Linked DNA regions of Rattus norvegicus: all the other regions are linked to region 1. A link is a contact called in public Hi-C data. All regions are on one chromosome and are shown on one strand. The core of a region is the stretch at or near the end of the contact, and the rest is flanking DNA. Distances in the headings are between cores, read along the strand shown.

What was found. Hi-C and Micro-C count contacts between places; a contact is called where the count stands out from the background.
Region 2: a contact with region 1 is called in a Hi-C map of the A7r5 cell line, with 6 times the contacts expected there. The contact joins the enhancer-like site here to the promoter of Fzd8 in region 1. A contact is called at or near these places in 2 of 12 Hi-C or Micro-C datasets (the A7r5 cell line and Schwann cells).
Region 3: a contact with region 1 is called in a Hi-C map of liver, with 5 times the contacts expected there. The contact joins the enhancer-like site here to the promoter of Fzd8 in region 1. A contact is called at or near these places in 3 of 12 Hi-C or Micro-C datasets (kidney and liver).
Region 4: a contact with region 1 is called in a Hi-C map of liver, with 3 times the contacts expected there. The contact joins the enhancer-like site here to the promoter of Fzd8 in region 1. A contact is called at or near these places in 2 of 12 Hi-C or Micro-C datasets (frontal cortex and liver).

What each region holds. Positions count from the first base shown.
Region 1 is chr17:62,007,675-62,013,358 of GRCr8, forward strand. Fzd8 (frizzled class receptor 8) reads left to right here and starts at 2,320. Exons shown (of 1, transcript NM_001044251.2): 1 at 2,320-5,305. The coding sequence starts at 2,560. The coding sequence ends at 4,614.
Region 2 is chr17:61,367,613-61,372,663 of GRCr8, forward strand. No RefSeq gene overlaps it. Among named protein-coding and RNA genes, the nearest start is that of Trnaa-agc37, 520 kb to the right of the region's middle. Within about 2 kb of position 2,254, at least 6 of the 93 cell types and tissues checked have an H3K27ac peak or open chromatin away from gene starts, as enhancers often do. A contact at or near this core is called in the A7r5 cell line, where this site is marked.
Region 3 is chr17:61,231,167-61,236,239 of GRCr8, forward strand. No RefSeq gene overlaps it. Among named protein-coding and RNA genes, the nearest start is that of Wac, 620 kb to the left of the region's middle. Within about 2 kb of position 1,870, at least 4 of the 93 cell types and tissues checked have an H3K27ac peak or open chromatin away from gene starts, as enhancers often do. A contact at or near this core is called in liver, where this site is marked.
Region 4 is chr17:61,072,461-61,078,001 of GRCr8, forward strand. No RefSeq gene overlaps it. Among named protein-coding and RNA genes, the nearest start is that of Wac, 460 kb to the left of the region's middle. Within about 2 kb of position 4,046, at least 5 of the 93 cell types and tissues checked have an H3K27ac peak or open chromatin away from gene starts, as enhancers often do. A contact at or near this core is called in liver, where this site is marked.

The DNA.
Region 1 (5,684 bases), core at 1,070-3,569:
CCCAGCAATCTTGGATGGGAGAGCAAAAGGCTGCGGGGGGGGGGGGGGGGCGGGCACTAGAGGGGGACCGAAGGGGCGGTGTCCTGTGGGTCACCAGAAGGCACTATTCCTAAGAGGCTGTTGCATTGAACTGCAGCGAAGAGGAGGAAGACAGAGTACTATAACTCACAATACACCATGGTTGCTAATTTTGTTTTGCCACAAGGCTGTTTTAATGACGTTAACTGCTATCTCCCCCACCACCACCATCACCACTCCACTGCCAAAGAACCTGCACAGCCTAGAACGGACCTGCAGTCGCCTCTTCTCTACTCCCTGCCCAACTTTTGTTCTCCAGTTCCACTTGTTCCTGGTATGAAATCTGACAAAAAGCAAAAATCTTGAAACAAAAAGAAAGGGCGGAAGGGAAAGGAAGGGGAAGGAAGGGAAAGGGCGGAGGAGGAGAAGGAGGAAGGGTGCAGAGGAGGGGGCAGGGAGAGAGGGAGGGGGAGGGAAAAACGGAGGGAGAGAGGGAGAGGGACCGAGAGAGGGAGAGGGAAGGAGGAAGGGAGGGTGAGAGTGAGGGAGGGAGAGGGGGAGCAAGGGTGGGAGGGAGAGGCTGGCCACTGGAGTGCCTGCCACCCTAACTATCTGAAATGCTTATTCCCGAGATTACAGTAATTACAGCCGCAGCGTGAGTTCCATACAAGCGCTAAATGAAACAGCACATCAATTAAAAAATAAACACTCCATTCTAGGAGAAAGACAACCCCCTGGGAAGTCCTAACAAGCGCAAATGAACCTGCCAGGCCCTGGCCCCTCACACCCTCCTCCCTACTTAAGGTGGACGCTGAAAGGGCTGGCAGCAGCTGAACGCTCCTCTGGTTCTGGGTGTTGAGTACAGCACGCAGCCCCGCCTCTCACAGCAGAAAGGGAGGCACAGACAAAAACACATGTTAAGTTTTTATGTAGATGAGTGTGTGTATGTCTTAAAAGTAGCACGTGGGTAGGGAATGCAGTGGCAGTAGTCAGTGTGTCTTATTGGTAAGCTTATGTTTGTGTCTGAAAGGATAAACTGATCTACGTCTTTCATATATTTATGTATTTTATCCCATCCAAAAAAATCAACCTCCCAAATGACATCTGGCTTGATCACTCCCGCTTTCTAGGTAAGGAACTGAAGTGCCACAGGTCATGCGGCAATGGACACTTATGTACCACGCTCCTAGCACTCGGAAAGGGCTACCAAGCAGTCTTGGCCAAACCTGGTCATCTAGCCCCAATAGAAGTCTCACTACTATCTCACCAAGTCGCCAAGTCCGAAAAGCCCTCGTTATGAGACTACCAAGAGGAAATCTCTCCCTGAAATGCCCTAGCTCTGGATCTGGACCAGCCTTGGAGCCCTAGCTGTGCTTCCAAGACCATCTAGACCCCGCAGATATTGTCTGTGGAGCAAGAGACTGACTCAGAGAGCCCTGGAAGGTGATTCCAGAGATCTCTCCTGGGAGAGATCCCAGGAGCAGACTCGGAGAAATGCGACCAAGACCTCTGAAGCGCTGAACTCTTTGGGGACAGTCTGAGTAAATGCTCAATCCGTGTGGTCAACCCCATGGTGACCAAAAACAAACTCTCCATCCGCCCAAAGCTAGGAAAGCAGTCCCAAAACTACGGACTTCCTTAAGGAAGGCAGAGCCTTGAGAACGCAGATACTCCGCCCCGTTGCGCAGGGATTGGTGAAGCAGAAGAGGGAGGAGACCAAATGCAGGCTGTATAAATATTCATGAGCCGGCCTGGAGGCGCTAGCTGACTAAAGCCGGGAAGTTAGGCGAAGGGCGCAGCTCCTGTGGAGGAGGAGGAGGCTGGGACTACGGTGCTCAGGTGTCCCCTCTGTCTTTTGCTCTGGATTTGTTTGTCGGTCTAGCAAGAAAGCACGTCCTGCACCCTGCCCGACTGTGGCCAGAACGCGGCTCGGACTTTTGGTGGCTGCAGATGCAAGAGGACCGACGCAGGAGTGAGAAGGCGGCGGCCTGAGCAGCCGAGGGCCCGGAACTCTGGCAGTGGCGGCGCGGCCTGGAACGGACATGAACCCTCGGGGCCCGAAGAGGGGCCGCTAGGTCTGACCCGAGAGTCTAGAGGCCAGACACAGCCATCTTGACTGAAGCCAGAAAGGAAACTTGAGGCGCCCTCTGAGCCTTCGCTGCTGGGAGCCACACGAAGTGTCTGAGCTTGCAGGAGGACCTACAGGAGCTCAGGAGAATGATCCCGGGGGCCACCGCTCCGCTCCGGGAGGGCTGAGTGCGACTCAGAGGGCGCAGGACAGACCCTGTGGAATTGTGGCGCGTCTGCGGTCACCCCAGGAGAGGCGTGGGGGAGGGCCGGACGAGTCCTGCCTAGGTTTCCGACCCTGCTGCCACAGACGCTGCCTGAAAAGGAGATAAATTGTTGGCAGATTCTCCTCTCGGCAGAGAAAAGCCGGACAAGACCTTCTGGTCGCCTGCACTCCCTTTACTCAGGTTCCTCACCGTAGAGCCCTTCTGCGCGGCGCCCGGAGAAGGAGGACTTGGGGTCCCGGCGCTCAGCATGGAGTGGGGTTACCTGTTGGAAGTGACCTCGCTACTAGCCGCCTTGGCGGTGCTACAGCGCTCGAGCGGCGCTGCCGCGGCTTCGGCCAAGGAGCTGGCGTGCCAAGAGATCACAGTGCCGCTGTGCAAGGGCATCGGTTACAACTACACCTACATGCCCAACCAGTTCAACCACGACACGCAAGATGAGGCGGGCCTAGAGGTACACCAGTTCTGGCCGCTGGTGGAGATCCAGTGCTCCCCGGACCTCAAGTTCTTTCTGTGTAGCATGTACACGCCCATCTGCCTGGAGGACTACAAGAAACCTCTGCCGCCTTGCCGCTCTGTGTGTGAACGCGCCAAGGCCGGCTGCGCGCCGCTCATGCGCCAGTACGGCTTTGCCTGGCCTGACCGAATGCGCTGCGATCGGCTGCCGGAGCAGGGCAACCCCGACACTCTGTGCATGGACTACAACCGCACCGACCTCACCACGGCCGCGCCCAGCCCACCGCGCCGCCTGCCGCCGCCGCAGCCTGGCGAGCAGCCGCCCTCCGGCAGCGGCCACAGCCGCCCGCCAGGGGCCAGGCCCCCACATCGTGGCGGCAGCAGTAGGGGCAGCGGGGACACGGCGGCTGCGCCCCCCTCTCGCGGCGGGAAGGCGAGGCCCCCTGGTGGCGGCGCCGCTCCCTGCGAGCCCGGGTGCCAGTGCCGCGCGCCCATGGTGAGTGTGTCCAGCGAACGCCACCCGCTCTACAACCGCGTCAAGACCGGCCAGATCGCCAACTGTGCGCTGCCCTGCCACAACCCCTTCTTTAGCCAGGATGAGCGCGCCTTCACTGTCTTCTGGATCGGCTTGTGGTCGGTGCTCTGCTTCGTCTCCACCTTCGCCACTGTCTCTACCTTCCTCATCGATATGGAGCGCTTTAAGTACCCGGAACGGCCCATTATATTCCTCTCTGCCTGCTACCTCTTCGTGTCTGTCGGGTACCTGGTGCGCCTGGTGGCTGGACACGAGAAAGTGGCCTGCAGCGGCGGCGCGCCGGGTGCAGGAGGAGCTGGGGGTGCTGGCGGCGCGGCGACCGCTGGCGCGGGGGCGGCGGGAGCGGGGGCGAGCAGCCCGGGCGCGCGCGGCGAGTACGAGGAGCTGGGTGCAGTGGAGCAGCACGTGCGCTATGAGACCACTGGCCCCGCGCTGTGCACGGTAGTCTTCCTCCTTGTCTACTTTTTTGGCATGGCTAGCTCCATCTGGTGGGTAATCCTGTCTCTCACGTGGTTCTTGGCGGCTGGTATGAAATGGGGCAACGAGGCCATAGCAGGCTACTCGCAATACTTCCACCTTGCCGCGTGGCTCGTGCCCAGCGTCAAGTCCATAGCGGTGCTGGCGCTCAGCTCCGTGGACGGCGACCCGGTGGCGGGCATCTGCTACGTGGGCAACCAGAGCCTTGACAACCTACGCGGCTTTGTACTGGCGCCACTGGTCATCTACCTCTTCATTGGGACTATGTTTCTGTTAGCTGGCTTCGTGTCGCTGTTCCGAATCCGCTCAGTCATCAAGCAACAAGGAGGCCCAACCAAGACTCACAAGCTAGAAAAGCTCATGATCCGCTTGGGCCTCTTCACCGTGCTCTACACGGTGCCCGCCGCCGTCGTTGTCGCCTGCCTTTTCTATGAGCAGCACAACCGACCGCGCTGGGAGGCCACGCACAACTGCCCATGCCTTCGCGACCTGCAGCCAGACCAGGCTCGCAGGCCCGACTACGCGGTCTTCATGCTCAAGTACTTCATGTGCCTAGTGGTGGGCATCACATCAGGCGTGTGGGTCTGGTCCGGCAAGACTCTGGAGTCCTGGCGTGCGTTGTGTACTCGCTGCTGCTGGGCCAGCAAGGGCGCTGCAGTTGGCGCGGGCGCCGGAGGCAGCGGCCCTGGGGGCGGTGGCCCCGGGCCCGGTGGGGGTGGGGGGCACGGCGGAGGTGGGGGATCCCTCTACAGCGACGTCAGCACCGGCCTGACGTGGCGGTCTGGCACGGCCAGCTCTGTATCTTACCCTAAGCAAATGCCATTGTCCCAAGTCTGAACCCTGAACGGAAGCCCAGAAGGGGCGGAGAGGGGTGGGGGATGGAGAACCCGAGGGCGGCGAAGGGACCCCAGATCGGCCGGGGTTCCCACCCCTTCACCGTGTTGACTGCTATTAGCATGATAATGAACTCTTAATGGTATCCATTAGCCACAGGGACTTAAATGATTCCCTTAGAACAAAGTACCTGGCATTGAAGCCTCCCAGACCTAGCCCCTCCCCTCCGATGCTCCGGAGCGCCTACCCTAGACAATGGTTTCAGTGGGCTAGCATAGTTGGAACCCTCCTGGATACCCTGGATGAGTCTTGAGGTAATACCACTACAAACTTCACCCAAGGGACTGCTTCACCCTCGACTTCTTCAGCATAAATTCAACCCTTCATACATCCTAGAGGAGGGACAACTGCTACCTTGTGGGACTGCACGGTTTGGGTATTCTTAATGACCAGGCAGATGCCTTAAATAAACAATAAATGTCTTAATTATACACCCCAAGTAAATACGGGTTTCTTACATTAAAGGATGTATTTATATAATTATTTGTTAAGTTGTAAAAAAAAAAAAGGTGTAAATTATGTATATATCCAAAGATATACAATGTGTACATTATTTGTAAAAAGTTTAGAGGCTACCCTGTAAGAACAAATATAAGTATTCTATTTTGTCAATAAAATGACTTTTGATAAATGATTTAAGTACTACCCTGTCCCCCACCTCTTTTGAACTGTTCCCCATATGCTTGCTAAGGACATGTTCCTCACATTGGACATTTTCTGGCTTGCCATTTTGTACTGACTTTAGGCATGGAGACAATTACCTGTTAACCTCTAATTCTTGAACTGTTAGCAAAGTAAATATCATTGTTGAATTGAAATCAAAATCGCGTTTTTGCACTTTCCCCCAAAAATGGTGGTTTTTATGGTCTCTCCTTGCTGGCCTGTGTAGCTCTTCATGATGTGTGTGGGTGGACAATTTGCAAAGGTAGCCATTCCACTTGGCCTGTTTATTTGCTGGTATAATGCCACTTACACTAACAGCAGCCCTATGTGAGTATCTTCAGTCTGTGACT
Region 2 (5,051 bases), core at 1,004-3,503, 640 kb before region 1:
TTTTATTATAAGTACATGAAAATGTTTATTTTATATACTATTTTCTTTCAGACATTTGCTTGTCACCTTTCCTCTCTTGTTTAAAGCCTCAAATTTTCATACAATTTAGCCCACTGGCTTTTTCCCTCTTTCTTAGAGAAAAAGAATTGAGATAGGTTCTCTCTACATAACCTAGACTGCATCAAAATCATGATCCATAGACAGGGGAGGTAGCTTAGTGGATAGAGAATCTGCCAGGAGCTGAATTCTGGTCCCTAGAACTCCTGTTCGAAGGCTTCAATAGCTGTGAGTCCGCAATCCCAGGATTCTGGGTGAGGTAGGAAGTGGAGAAGAATAGAGAAGAGAAGCTTTCAGGTAAGCTAGCCTAGTGTGTGCAAGTGCATAAGGGATAGCAAGAAAGCATATTCTAAAAAAAATAGGCTAGAATCTATTCCCAAGGCTGTTTCCTGACCTCCACACACTATGACACAGGTGCCTGCAGTCTTGTACTAGAATAAGCACATGCATTTTTAAAACAATGCCATCTTCTCTGGACTTCCTGAGTGCCAGTGTGAAAGGTGTCTGCCAGATCCACCTCTCCTCTATAAATTCCATCCATCTATCCCTGATCTCTCCATACCAGGTTAACAAACAATGTCTACTTTAGCTTCAATCAAGGTGCCTTTAATCCCCCCACCTCTAAGTGCTCCCTCTGGTCCTTTGTGCACTGTTTACTTAAATCAATGAATACCAGAACTGTTTGAAGTTTTTTTTATACAAATTTGAGGACTGCAGAGAGCTCGTACTGGTGTGAATTTTAGGTATTGATAATCACCAAATTTGAAATGAGCATAGAGAGCATTTTAAAATATTTATGCTATTAAGTTATTTAGAAACATCAGTGACAGACCTCCATAAAAACATATTAACCCATGTTATACAATGTTTGAGAAATAACTAACTTAAAAAAAAGTGGAGAAGTGGTCTTAGTGTTTCTACTGTGACTGACTAAAGTACATTCAAGTCACCCTGTAGATACCTACAAAAGGAGTATGCTTTACAGTTATTCAGATAAACATGAGTATCCAATGGTAATAATTCCTAAATGCCGGTGAAAAATAATTTTTGAGACAGACCTCATATTCCTCTGACGTGTCTTGAACTCCCTAGGAAGCACAAGATGGCGTGAAACATCACACCTTGTCCATTTGCCATGTTAGTAATATTGGGATTGTAGGTGTGAAGTAGGATGTTTGGTTTTGTGGTGCTAGAGCTCAAAGCCATAGCTTCATGCATGTCTGGCAAACCTACTACCAACTGAGCTACATCCCTAGCACCAAAGTTGAATTCAAGATACCAATTAAAATTAACCTGCATTTCAATTTGTTTTCCTTAAGGCATCTTCTAGTTTAAAATGAAATCTCTATATAATATAGGGATTTTGAACATTGTCTTCCCAATACTTCTTCAAGTAGAACACAATGAGGACATGCACAGCTAATGAGAAAATAGCATCTTCCCTGCTCTCTGATGGTCTAGCAGATGTGGAAGGGAACACCCTCAGAAACCCCACAAGAAAGAGAGACTGGGATTGAACATGCTCTCTCTTTTTGGAATGTTGTCCTGACAGAAGCCAGAACAGAAGCCATGTTGTTTTAGAAGTTCTGCCCATTCTGCCTGCATTAACTCTTATGCATTAGAATTATTACCTCTCTACTCAATAGTCTGGTTTAGGTCACCTGTCAGATATCCCAATATAAACTCCCTAAATATAGTAGATTTCTATGGCAACCACTGAAAAACAAATTTGGTCTAGCATTAAATTATTCCAAAGTATGCTGTGAATAGATTTAGGCTTCCTAAGTATGGGTCATGCTATGCTTGCTGTCTGTGGCCACCAGTGTTTCAAGACAACAAGAGAGTCATTGTTAAGGCAGCCTGGATTCCTCAGGAGCAAGGCTATAGAAGGATTTCCTGGAATGTGGCTAGACAGACTGTGGTAAATTCACAATGCTTTTAACAAAACAAGAAAGCTCCTCTAGTCTACCTAAAACAGGGAATGCAGCCTCAACCTGGGCCTCAGCATGTTCAGATTGAGAGCAAAAATTCAGAAAGCCGCATGCTAAATCCTTTTAAAAATGGGAATCCCCTAGGCCTGAGAAGATAGTTGTCAGTAAAGTGCTTGCCTTACAAGTAGGAGAACCAAGCTTCATCTCCAGAATCTACATAAAAAAGCCAGGGATAGTGGTGCACAAACTTGCAATCCTAGTGGTGAGACCATTGGTACTCATTGGCCAGCCATTCCCATAGTAACACTGTAGGCCATGAAAAGACACTGTCTCCTCAAACAAGGTAGGAGGCTCCTGAGGAAAAGAACCCAAGGTTGACTTGTGACCTTTCTACAGGTACATACTTACAGAGTCACAAAACAAAAATGAGTACCACCTGACCATTCATAGCACAGAAACTGACCCTTGTGATGTTGGAACTTGAGAGAAGGGAAATGACCTCAGATGATATCCAGTGTTTTCAGATGAGCAGAGTCTTTCACTACGCTACGCTACGCTATACTACAATCTGGAATCCTGTACTTAATAAAAAGGAGAGAGTGAGTTGAGCAACAATATCCATGTCTCTCTGCTTCCTGACTTAGTAAAATGTGACCAGCTACCTCAAGCTCCTGTTGCCGTGATATCACCACTAAGGTGTCCCTGCCATGATAAGTCCAAGAACTATGAGCCAAATCAAACACCTCAAGCCTTAAATTACCTTTGTTATACATTGTCACATGAATTAGAAGGGTAAAAATCTTCCTTCCTGTTTGAACCTGCACAGAAGCAGACCAGTGGCTTAGCTCCACACCTACACTTACAATACCTGGAGAAAGTCTGACTCCCAGGTGTTCTGAAATGCCCAGGATCACAGGATCACAGAGGAAGCTCAACTCCCAGAGGATCGGACACACACCCAGGATCACTGGAGCTCTGACATACTCACGATCACAGTTGAGGTGACAAACATCTTTCCACTGGTAATCCCCCACAGAAACTAGGGAAATATGAATCTCCCTCATCCCGAGGCACAGGTTCCTGGCCACTTGCACCTGTCTTCAGCACAGACCCAGGGCTCTGGCTGCCCACACACTCCTGTAACACCCAGAGAAAGCTTGACTCCCAGAAGCTCTGATGCAACAGGATTTCAGGATATCAGGATCCCAGAAACAGCTGAACTCCAAGGAGTTCTAACACAACCAGGAACACAGGAGGGACAAATTCCAGTCAGAGACAGCAGGGCAGTTAGTACTAGAGATAACCAGATGGTGAGAGGCAAGCTCAAGACCAGAGGCAACAGAAACTAATGCTACTTGACAACATCAGAAACCAGTTCTCCCATCACACCAAGTTTTGGATACCCTAACACACACAAAAGGCAAGATTCAGACCTTAAATCCCATCTCATGAATATGATTGAGGAATTTAAGAATGACATAAATAACCCACTTAAAAATATATAGGAGAGCACAGGCAAACAAGTAGAAGTCCTTAAAGAAGAAACAAATAAATCTCTTAAAGACATATAGGTAAACACAATCAAACAGGTGAAGGAATTGAATAAAACTGTCCAGGATCTAAAAATGGAAATAGAAACATTAAAGAAAACACAGAGACAACCCTGGAGATCGAAAACATAGGAAAGATATCAGGAATCACAAATGCAAGCACTATCAGAATACAAGAGATAGAAGAGAGAATCTCAGGTGTAGAAGAAACCCTAGAAGACATTGACACAACACTAAAAGAATATGGAAAAAAGCAAAATGCTCCTAACTCAAAACATTCAAGAAATCCAGGATACAATGAAAAGATTAAACCTAAGAATAACAGGTATAGAAGAGAGTGAAGATTACCAACTGAAAGGGCCAGTAAATAACTTCAAAATTATAGAAGAAAACTTCCCAAACCTAGAGAATGAGATGCCCATAAACATTAAAGAAGCCTACAGAACACCAAACAGATGGGACCAAAAAAGAAATTTCTCTTATCACATAATAATTAAAACACAAAATGCACAGATCAAAGAAAGAATATTGAAAGAAGTAAGGGAAAAATGTCAAGTAATATATAAAGGAAGATTCATCAGAATTACACCAGACTTCTCAACAGAGACTATAAAAGCAAGAAGATCTTGGACAGCTGTCATACAGATACTACTAAGAGAACAAAAATTGGGGCTGGAGAGATGGTTCAGTGGTTAAGAGCACCAGCTGGTCTTCCAGAGGTCCTGAGTTCAATTCCCAATGACCACATAGTGGCTCACAACCATCTGTAATGAGATCTGGTGTATCTGAAGACAGCGACAGTGTACTCATATAAATAATTTTTTTTAAAAAGGAAGTCTTGACTATCATTATTATTTAAAAAAAAAAGAGAGAGAGAGAACAAAAATGCCAGCCCAGGCTATCATATTCACCAAAATTCTCAATTACCATAGAGGGTGAAACCAAGATATTCCATGATAAAACCAAATTTAAACAATATTTTTCTACCAATCCAACCCTACAGAGGATAATAGAAGGGAAACTCCAACACAAGGAGGGAAACTACACCAAAGAAAAAGGAAGAAACTAATCTTCTCGGAGCACATCCAAAATAGACCCACAGAAGCATAATTTTGAAAGATCCCCGGAGTAGGGAGACCCTTACTCAAGTCTCAGGATGATGTGACCCCCCAAGAACTCATATAAGACCATCCTTGCTGTAAAAACACAAGGTTTATTGATAGGAACCAGTGCACTGGGGTCGAGACTCGTATCCCATGCAGGGGCAGAGGAGTTCGACCATGAGTAGCTGGGAGAAGAGGTATTTAAAGGAAGAAACTACAAAAACCACCACCTAAGGGGGTAGGAATGGCATAGGAAAATGTCGAGAATACCAGAGAAAAATCACAAGGAGAAACTCCCTGTTTCTCAAGATTGTTTAACTGTATGGTCCGCCAGTTCCTGGGAGAAGCTTCCTGTTTCTCAAGATTGTTCTTTAAGATTTTAATCTAACTTTATGGTCAGCTAGTTCCTG
Region 3 (5,073 bases), core at 620-3,119, 780 kb before region 1:
GGAAGACTTGTGAACCTTGAAACTTTCTAATCTATTTAAGTTCATTCATTTTCCAGGTCTTGTAATTTTCATGAGCTTCGTGAGTCTTCCAAGCCTCCCTCGTTCTTGCTCCAGAGAGAGAATGTTTCAACTTAGGGAAATATATATATATATCTCGACAATCATTTGCTCTCCACTGTACTTCTTTGAACTTGACATAGCCACCTAGGCCCTTCCTTATCCCACAAAGCATACAGCAGAGCTTTGCAAGTGGTGGAGATACCATTTATATTTTTGTAATTCATTTTGTAAAATTTACAGAAATTCATGTGAGGATTTCCCTTAGTTCTACAATCTGTTAAGCTACAAAAATGCCCAAAATTTTTAGTGTTGAAACATAGTTACAGATTGGTATCATGTACAAAGAATCTCAGTGTCAAAAAATAGCAATGATCCTGTAAAATCCTGGATATTCCTTTCCCCCAGACCCTACCTTTGACTAGAATGTATTTAGCTACTTATCTCTTTCTTTCCTTTTTATTTTTAAAGATGTATTTATTATATATAAATACACTGTAACTGTCTTCAGACACACCAGAAGAGGGCATCAGATCTCATTACAGATGGTTGTGAACCACCATGTGGTTACTGGGATTTGAACTCAGGACCTCTGGAAAAGCAGTCAGTGCTCTTAACCATTGAGCCATCTCTCCAGCCCTAGCTACTTATTTCTTGATATTGGTCATAAACAACAGTTTTTGTGAAGAACAGCCAGCATGAAAGGTCAGAAAAGGAGTATATTTTAAATCATTCTATGAAAAACAAGGAAAGGAAGAATGTGGGAAGTAAAAATATGCGCCTTCCAGCACAAACAATAGAGAAAACCAGAAGCAGAAGGAACAGCTTCACTGGAAGGTTAGATAGTTACTTGGAACTGCTGTCTACCGAGCTTCTCGTGGTGAATGAGAATGCAAGGACCAGGAAGTACATGCATCACAGAGCAGAAAATGCATGGCAGAGCAGGTAGTTCCTATGTGAAAGCAAAGGCTGACTCTAATAGTTGCACATTGTAAGGGCATCTGGTGCCCCATTTACCGTTTCCTTTCCAACACCAGTGAGACTACAGCAGTCTACACTCTGTTCCCACTTGCCAGGCATGCTAATGAGTCCACTGAAAAGGCTGATGGAATTTAAATATAAATTAAATATAAATATCTACATAGTCATTTCGTGAATTTTTTCTCCAAATAGTTTGAATGGTAATCTGTCATGTGATTTATAATAGCTAATTTCTACATGAAGAATTCCTGTAATACTATATGCAAAAACTGTGGATTCTAAACTAAATTATCTGGTATATGGAAGAAAGAGACACTGTCTAATGTTGCTTATACTGGCCTCAATCCCAATATATAATCAAAGATAATCTTGAGTTTATGATTATCCTGCCTCCACTTCTCAAGTGAATGCTCAGAATTCAAGCATCTGCCACCACGCCTAGTTTCTGTTGTGCTGGGGATGGCGCATGTGTTAGACATATGTGTTAGACAAGCAATTTAACTACTAACATATTTTTACAACAGTTTCAATATCTTCTCTACTGGCAATTATCAAACAAAAGCCACAATCAACTCTTCATTCTAAGTGATAAATAGTTGTGGTTATTATGTTAAGCAATGAAGTGCAGATGTAGATTTTATAGATATTCTTGACTTACATATATATGACATAGATGTACTTGTATTCACATATGTGTCTATAAATATCTGGTAGCAAAGATAAAACTTCATCTGGAAGCATAAATCCACATCAAAGCTGCAGATACACAGTCTGCTATGCCCTGGACACAGCGGTCATGACCCATGCACTATGCCCTCTGATCAGTTCAGTTGTGAAAGCAAAGTGTGTCTGCACTTGTTCAGGACATTTTGTTTTTCAGCTTTGAGTCTCATAAGGAATTATTTTGAGGAGAGTTCAAATAAATATTTAAGTTGATTATTCTTATCTTGTCGGTACATTACTTTGAAACAGCACTTGGCTGCCAAGGGAGCCCTTCCACAGAGGTCATGTTGAAGAATAGGGCATTCTAAGTGGCCAGTTATAAACATCAGCTAAGTCAGTCTCAACAATAAACTACAGTAATAAAAACAATCCAATTATCGAGGATGGAAGGTCTTAAGATAATACACCCTGCTGTTTGTAGGAAATAGGCTACTCATATTTTACGAATTACTGAATCCAGGGTGTCTCCCATGTGTGCTAGCTAGGCAAGGGTACTGTTACTGAGCTCTGTTACAGTATTACTTTTACTTTCGTTTCTCTTTAATTTTTTTTAAAGCAGAGTCTTACTCAGTTTCTAAGACGATCCTCAAACTCATACTGTATTCCACAATGCCTCTGATTTTTTACAAATCCCCTGCCTCGACCACCTGGGCACCAGCAGGTCTGGCAGACTATTTCTTAAAAATATAGACAACTAAGAGGCCATCTTGCATTGAAAAAAATCCCATTTCTGTGTGACAAAAATATGTAATTTACAAGCATACATGTTTACATATATGAGGACTAATTTGTTTAGGATTTTAATAAAATTAGATTTTAAATCGTAGTGATATATATGTTAAATTTTATTTTTTTAAGATATTTAGTTATTGGTTCTTGCTGTGTAGCTCTGTCTCGCCTGAAACTTGTTGTGTAGACTAGGATTGCCTGGAATCCACAGAGATCAGCCTACCTGTGTATTCTGAGGGCAAGATCACCATGCCCAGCTGTGTGTTTTATCTATGTGTATATGCATGTTTCTGTGAGCACATACCAGGTGTGTACAGGTGTCCATTGAGTATGAAAAGGTTATTACATACCCTGACACTCTTATAGGCAGTTGTAACAGCCCAGTATGTATAGTGGGAACCAGACTAAGGTCATTTGAAAGAGTAGCAAGCGCTCTTAGACTTTGAGCGATTTCTACAATCGCTTGTGTTAAACTTTTTATTTCTAAGTAACAGTTACTATTAAGGAAAGAAAAAAATCAAGCTTTTGTTTCCTATTATAAAGTCTTTAGTGTCTTTATGTCTATTAGTAATCTTTTTTTGTTGTTGAAGGGTATTGTATTAATAACACAACAGAAAATGAATCTCAGGGAAAAAAATGCCCAGCAGTATAAAGGCAAAAGGACTTTTTTTTTCTCTTTCACAAGTCTCCGTTCATCATCACAGGGATGTTAAGAAAGCAGGAACTTGCAACAACTAGTCACATTACATCCACATTAAAGAGCAGAGAGCAATGACTTAAGGCACATGTATTAGTGTGCAGCCCAATTTCTCTCTTATACAACCCAGGGTCCCTTACCTAGGGAATGACACCACCCAAAGTGAGATCTCATTAATCAAGATAAATGGCCCACTCTTCAACTTTACCTAGACAATTGTCATCAAGATACCCTTCCAAAAGGATTCCAGATTGTATCAGTTGACAATTAAAACTAATCATTGCACCTGTTTTTTTCTGGGGGTGGGGTATAGGAATGTCAAATTGGTTCGGGTAATGTGAAGGCTGCAGAAACCATTGCCTTAGGCCAATTCTCCTTTCTCTGCAGAAAATCCAAATACTATTGTCATGCCATACCTGCCCAGGGAACTGTAATTACTCTCATACCACAACTCCCAGCCCCGTGCATTCCTGTGCCTCTACTCCAATTTCCCATATCTCAGACTGAGCCTGTCATCCTCAGTGAAATTGTTCCCTTTTCTGTGTTCTTCCTCATAGATCTACCAACTAGTGAGTTTTCTTCTCTCTCTTCTTCTCTCTCCTTATTGTTATTGAAATAAGCATCAAGACTTATCAATTTGCCTCTAAAACTGTTTTTAAAACAGAAGTTATTTTGTCTTATTTGTTTGTTTGTTTATTTATTACAGTCCAGTCATTGCCCACCTCCTGGTCTACCCTCCCACAGTTCCTCAGTCCATTCCTCCTCTCCTGACCAAGGCAGTTCAGTCAGTCAACAGGTTCTCCACAGCAGGAGTGAGGATTAAAAAGAAAAAGACTGTTAGACAATACTATAGCATGATCCCAGCCAGATCTGAGGCTGAAGTGGGTTTATTATTTTCTGGTCTGCTTTTAAAACACTTTAAGTACATGCAAAAAAATACCAGTCCTGGATCAAGGAACAAGCAAGGCAATAAACAAAATCCTATAAACACCTTTCTCAGGATGACCAAGACAAAAGAACTGCCACACATGCCTCCACTGAGCCTGCTCTGAGCTTTGCATTAACTCAAATGTAAACATTCTTAATCTGGGCCTATTTCCTGAGTCCTGGTCCAAAGTCAGATTCCTGCCTGGAGCTTACTTCTTTTGTCCTGGCCAAATTCCTGCCAAGTGTCTAGAAGTAAGCCAAGCCAAAAGGTTCTCTACCCTTTCCTCAGTCTCCAAGAGGATGCCCCACCCCATGCCTCCCCACTCCTTGGGGCCTCAAGTCTCTCAAGGTACTAAGACCCACTGAGAACAGACCAGGCAGTCCTCTGCTATATAGGTGTTGAGAGGCCTTGAACCAGCTTGTATATGCTGCCTAGTTGGGGATTCAATGTCTGAGAGATCTTGTGGGTCTGGGTTACATTGCTGGTAATACAGAAGGTTGACACTGCTGGTCCACAGAAGACTATTTTAACTTACCAATTTAAAGTGTTCAATTCATAGTCAAGCATGGGGAGGGCACCTGGAACCCCAGCACTTGGTTAGTTGAGGCAAAGGAATCACCCGTTCCAGACCAGTCTGTACTAAATAGTGAGTTGAAGGTCAGTCTGGTTACAAAGCATCGCTCTGTTTCTAATAAATACAGAAATAAGTGAAATAACTAAATAAAACTACGGTAATCACCCAGTGAACTAGATTGTTGGGGGGAGGGAGGCAATGGGGGGAGGATGGGGAGGGGAACACTTATAAAGAAGGGGATGGGGAGGGATTAGGGGGATGTTTGCCCGGAAACCAGGAAAGGGAATAACACTCAAAATGTAAATAAGAAATACTCAAGTTAATAATAAAAAAAAAGAAAAAAAAGAAAAATCAAATACCCAAGCCAAAACAAAACAAAACAAA
Region 4 (5,541 bases), core at 2,796-5,295, 930 kb before region 1:
ATGCCCTATAAGTTTGGGTATATTGTGCCTTCATTTTCATTAAATTCTAAAAAGGCTTTAATTTCTTTATTTCTTCCTTGACCAGTTTATCATTGAGTAGAGCATTGTTTAGCTTCCATATACATGTGTACTTTCTGTCATTTTTGTTGTTATTGAAGATCAATCTCAGTCCATGGTGATCTGGTAGGGTACATGGGCTTACTTCAATCTTCTTGTATCTGTTGAGGCCTGTTTTTTGACTGATTATATGGTCAAATTTGGAGAAGGTACCATGAGGTGCTGAGAAGAAGGTATATTCTTTTGTTTTAGCATCAAATGTTCTATAAATATCTGTTAAATCTGTTTGGTTCATAACTTCTGTTAGTTCCTATGTCTCGGTTTAATTTCTTTTTCCATGTGTGCTTTGAGCTTTTTTTTTTTTTTAACAAATGTAGGTTCCCTTGTATTTAGAGCATGGATATTTAGGATTGAGAGTTCATCTTGACAGATTTTTCCTTTGGTGAATATGAAGTGTCCTTACTTATCTTTTTTGATAACTTTTGGTTGAAAGTTGATTTTATTCAGTATTAGAATTGCTACTTTATCTTGTTTCTTTAGACCATTTGCTTGGAAAGTTGTTTTCCAGCCTTTTCTGAGGTAGTGTCTATCTTTGTCTCTGAAGTCTGTTTCCTGTATGCAGTAAAATGCTGGGTCCTCTTTACATATCCAGTCTGTTAGTCTATGTCTTTTTATTGGGGAATTGAGTCCATTGATGTTAAGAGATATTAAAGAATAGTAATTGTTATTTTTTGATTTTTTTGATGTTATAGTTGGAATTATGTTTGTATGTCTCTTCTTTTAGTTTTGTTATAAGGAAATTACTTTCATGCTTTTTCTAGAGTGTAGTTTCCCTCCTTGTGTTGGAGTTTTCCATCTATTATCCTTTGTAGGGCTAGATTTGTAAAAATATATTGTGTAAATTTGTTTTTTTCATGGAATATCTTGGTTTCTCCATCTATGATAATTGAGAGTTGTGCTGGATATAGTAGCCTGGGCTACTATAAGAGTATTTTTGTGTTCTCTTAGGGTCTGTATGACATCTGCCCAGGATCATCTGGCTTTCTTAGTTTCTGTTGCATAGTCTGGTGTAATTCTGATAGGTCTGCCTTTATATGTTATTTGACCTTTTTCCCTTACTACTTTTAATATTCTTTCTTTGTTTTGTGCGTTTGGTGTTTTGACTATTATGTGAGTAGAGGAATTTCTTTTCTGCTCCAATCTATTTGGAGTTCTGTAGGCTTCTTGTATGTTTATGGGCATCTCTTTCTTTAGGTTAGGGAAGTTTTCTTCTATAATTTTTTGTTGAAGATATTTAATGGCTTTTTAAGTTGGGAGTCTTCACTCTCTTCAATACCTATTATCCTTAGGTTTGATCTTTTCCTTGTGTCCTGGATTTCCTGGATGTTTTGGGCTAGGAGCTTTTTGTGTTTTACTTTATCTTGATGGTTGTGTCAATGTTTTCAATCACATCTTCTGCCCCTGAGTTCTCTCTTCTATCTCTTGTATTCTGTGAGTGATTCTTGCATCTATAATTCCTGATCTCTCTCCTAGAATTTCTATCCCCAGAGTTGTCTCCCTTTGTGCTTTGTTTATTGTTTCTTTTTCCATTTTTCAATCCTGGATTTTTTCAATTCCTTCACCTGTTTGTGTTTTCCTGTAATTTTTTAAGGGATTTTTGTGTTTCCTCTTTAAGGGCTCCTGCTTGTTTACTTGTGTTATCCTGTATTTCTTTAAGGAAGTTATTTATATCCTTCTTAAAGTCCTCTATCATCATCAAAAGATGTCATTTTTAAATCCAAATCTTGCTTTTCCAGTGTGTTTGGATATCCAATATTTGCTTTGGTGGGAGAACTGGACTCTAATGATGCCAAGTAGTCTTTGTTTCTGTTGCTTAGTTTCCTGCACTTGCCTCTTGTCATCAGGTTGTCTCTGGTGTTAGCTTTTCTTGCTGTTTCTGCCAGTGGCTCCTATAGGCCTGTGTGTCAGCACTCCTGTAGATGTGTTTTCTTTCAGCCGGATATGGGAACCGAGACCTGCCCCTGTGTTTTTGTGATCTGAGCCTCCAGATGCGTTGCTTGGCTCAGATGAGTTGGTCTTACCTCTGCTCTCAGGTGTGTAGGTGCTCTCGGTGACTGGCTTTCAGCTCTTGGTGCAGGCAGAAACCTGAAGGGTCCTGTACCTGACTGCTGCTAGGCCCCTGTGCCCAGAGGGCACAGATGGCACTAGACCGTTTCCTCTTAGTTCATGAATATCGGCAGAAAGTAGTTTTCTCCTTTGAGTTCTCAGGATTGTCCATACTTCCGAGGGTCCAGCTCTCTCCCCCAGGGAATTTGGGTGCAGGGAGCTAGGAGATTGGTTCAATTAAGTTATGGGCACAGGCCCGACCCAGCAGGTTTCTGCTGTTGACTGATCCTATATTCCTGTATCCAGAGGTCACCATGCAGGTTCCTGTTGGGCCAGGAATGTGAGCAGAAGTGGCAGAAGTGGCGGTCTCCCCTGAGATCTCAGGATTCTTCTGGGAGTTCAGGTCTCTCCCCTTCGGGGTTTAGGTGCAGGGAGTTGTGGGACCAGTTCAATTCAGTTCTAGGCACAGCCCCTGTTTTATGTTCTTAATGTGAGTTCTGAAGATTAATCCGTGTTTCTCTCATTTGTAAGGCAAACACGTTCTGACTATGCTTTGTTTACAGCATATACAGCTTTATTGGTGGTATAACTAGAAGGAAATTCTCGGGAGAGAAGGATTGTTCTCTACTAAGGGTGGCTGAGCCTGAACTGGTAAATAGAACAAGATCCTGCTTGAGTATACATTTCTGTGAAGAGTGATGGTTTAGTATATAGAGACCACACAGCTGTGTCTCTGTTGACCTATCTTAGATAATATTTTCCTTTTGTTCATCCTTTTAAAAATGTCACTTTTCTTGAATGTAGATGTGAAACCCTTTCATTGATGCTGTTCTTATATTGCTGGGCTATATCCAGCATGGTTGTAGAAAGGTCCAAGTACTCATTTGCTTCTTGTGACCTTGCTCCTCTTTTTACAGTGACCAGGTGAGTGTGGTCAGGAATCTTGAGTCTAGTTGATGAAAGGTGGGCCACATGAATGCCATGCCGAGTCTAAGCTTGTTCTCACCCTCACCTTGTCAGACTGCCTTTCTAGGTTGACAGAAGAGAATCAACCACCAAAGTTAATTTGGAAGCCATGCTTCGAGCATGGACCAAAAGAATGCAAAGGGCTTTGCTTACTCTCCTGAGCTGAGAGCTACCCAACAGGAATCTTCCTCCCAGTATCCTGTGAGCAAGAAGGTTTGATTGTATGGGCTGCTGCGATTCTATCCACTGAAAGTCAGCCAGGCAGCTTCAGTGTGGGCACTAGAGCCAAATGCAGAATCCTCTATTAAACATGAATCTAAATTACAGTCAGCCAGGAACAATTCTCTTCTGTTCAATATGAGTGCGTCTCATGTGGTATTGGACTACACAGTTAAGCCAGGAAGAGAAAGGTTACCTAAAATACAAATTATAGCATTTCTGTATTTGGGAAATCTGAATAGAAGGAAATTAGATGTTAGAGAACAAAGACAGCTTTTGTTACTGCCTGTCCAGTGGACTTAGTGACTTAAAACATACTCAGTGCTTTTCTATATGGGTGCAAGATCTTTGCATGTGAGGAGAAAGCCACCGTTGTATACTTTTCCAGAATGTTCTTTAACTGCTTTTTCAGAGAAACTTCAGTATTGGCCACGTCCTGTGCTATTTGTCAGCATCGGTGTTCCACAGACTATGTGATCAACAACCTTGTTAATATTCAACAGTTTGCTGTGACTTTCCTGTCCTTGAGTGCTAGTCCGATGGCCTCTCTCATGTGGATATTTTGTTCATCATTATCGACTACAGAAATTTATGAAACATGTATGCATAAGTACATGATCTCATAGACTTGTGAAAAGCTGTGTTAAAGTCTGTTGCTGATTAGTCTGCATTCACTAAATGCCAGTATTTTCCCACTGTGGCTGCCAAGTATGTCTACAGTCATTGCCAAACAATTCCCAAAGGTCAACATTACTTCAAGAACCACTTCATTTAACCCTATTTTGTATTATATGAGCCACATGGAGCCAGATCATTATAAATTTGATGCTTTTAAAAATATGCACAGAACAGAATAATGCTATGTCACAGTGCATACACTGCACCATATAGGAAATTAGTCCACAAGACACAGGTCCATTCAAATCTATCCCAGTGGGCATGCATTCACTGGGCTTCACGACCAAGATATTTTCTGCCATGGCTATATTTCATACCATCTACTGTTTTCAAACATTTTTAAAAGAACCTGTAATGAAAGCAGGTCATACACAATATCCTTTGTTCTAACCAGAAAAAGCAAATGGGGTGAGCCCCACCTCTTCCCTGTATAATTCTGTGTGCAAGGCCCCCATAATATTGAATGTGTCCATCTGCCCCCTGCCCCAAATTCTGCTATCTCCAAATAGCATTATTTAGATGTGTTGACACAGCACTCACAAATGTGTTTCCTTTCTTTTTGTCTTTTCAAAATTACTGTTTTGAGATGGGATTTCAGAAAGGCTGACATTGAACTTACTCTATAGTCCAGGCAGCCCTAGAATTTGTGATTTCCCCTGGGTCAGCTTCCTTAGTATCATGTCCAATTTCATGTGCCCACACAAACTTCTGAGTCTGGTGTTAAACAAAGAGTTTCACCATATGTCATTTCTGCCTAAATCAGATCAAAGAACCTCCTGCTTTGGGCTCATGAAACTGTTACATCAAATTAAGTAGGATTCTTTGGACTTTTCAGCAAAGACTGTGGCCTTGAAATTGAAAGGAAAAGAGAAGAGAGAAGAAAAGGCAAGAAAAGAAAACAGGGAAAAACAAGAGTAAAGAAAAGTGGACGAGGAATGAATTTAATGGTAGAGCAAGTGTTAGTATGTTCATGGGCCCAGGCTCCACCAAAAAGGAAAGAGAGAACAAAGATAAATTTTACATTTGAAACAGCTGGGACACATCTGGAAGTATATGTGAATAAGTAAGTCACTATCCAAACAATCCTTACACACAGTGAGCATAGGGACAATTGCAGTCTAATGTGTAGATGAGCTCTAGTTATTGCTCCAATACTCAGTAATATCTTCAGCAAAGCACAGGCCAGTGGCTCACCGCATGGAGTTTGGCAATCACTGAATACTATTTTGAGAGAAAAGGTTTACATTACAAATATACATCATTATGGTTTCATAGGTGAAATGTCTTACTATTTTCAGTGCCTTGGAATTTCATATGTAGCCTGGGAATCCAGTGTTAAATATGTCCACTTATCATGATGCTTTTATACCCAATATGTATGTAACATAAGTTAGTGCATGATTACATATTTTATAAAAAAAAAAAAAGCATGACTGCTTTCATCTTACCCTGGGACTCTCCCCCAAGAACCCTATACGTGATTTATTCCATGATAGTATCCTAATGAGAGCATTT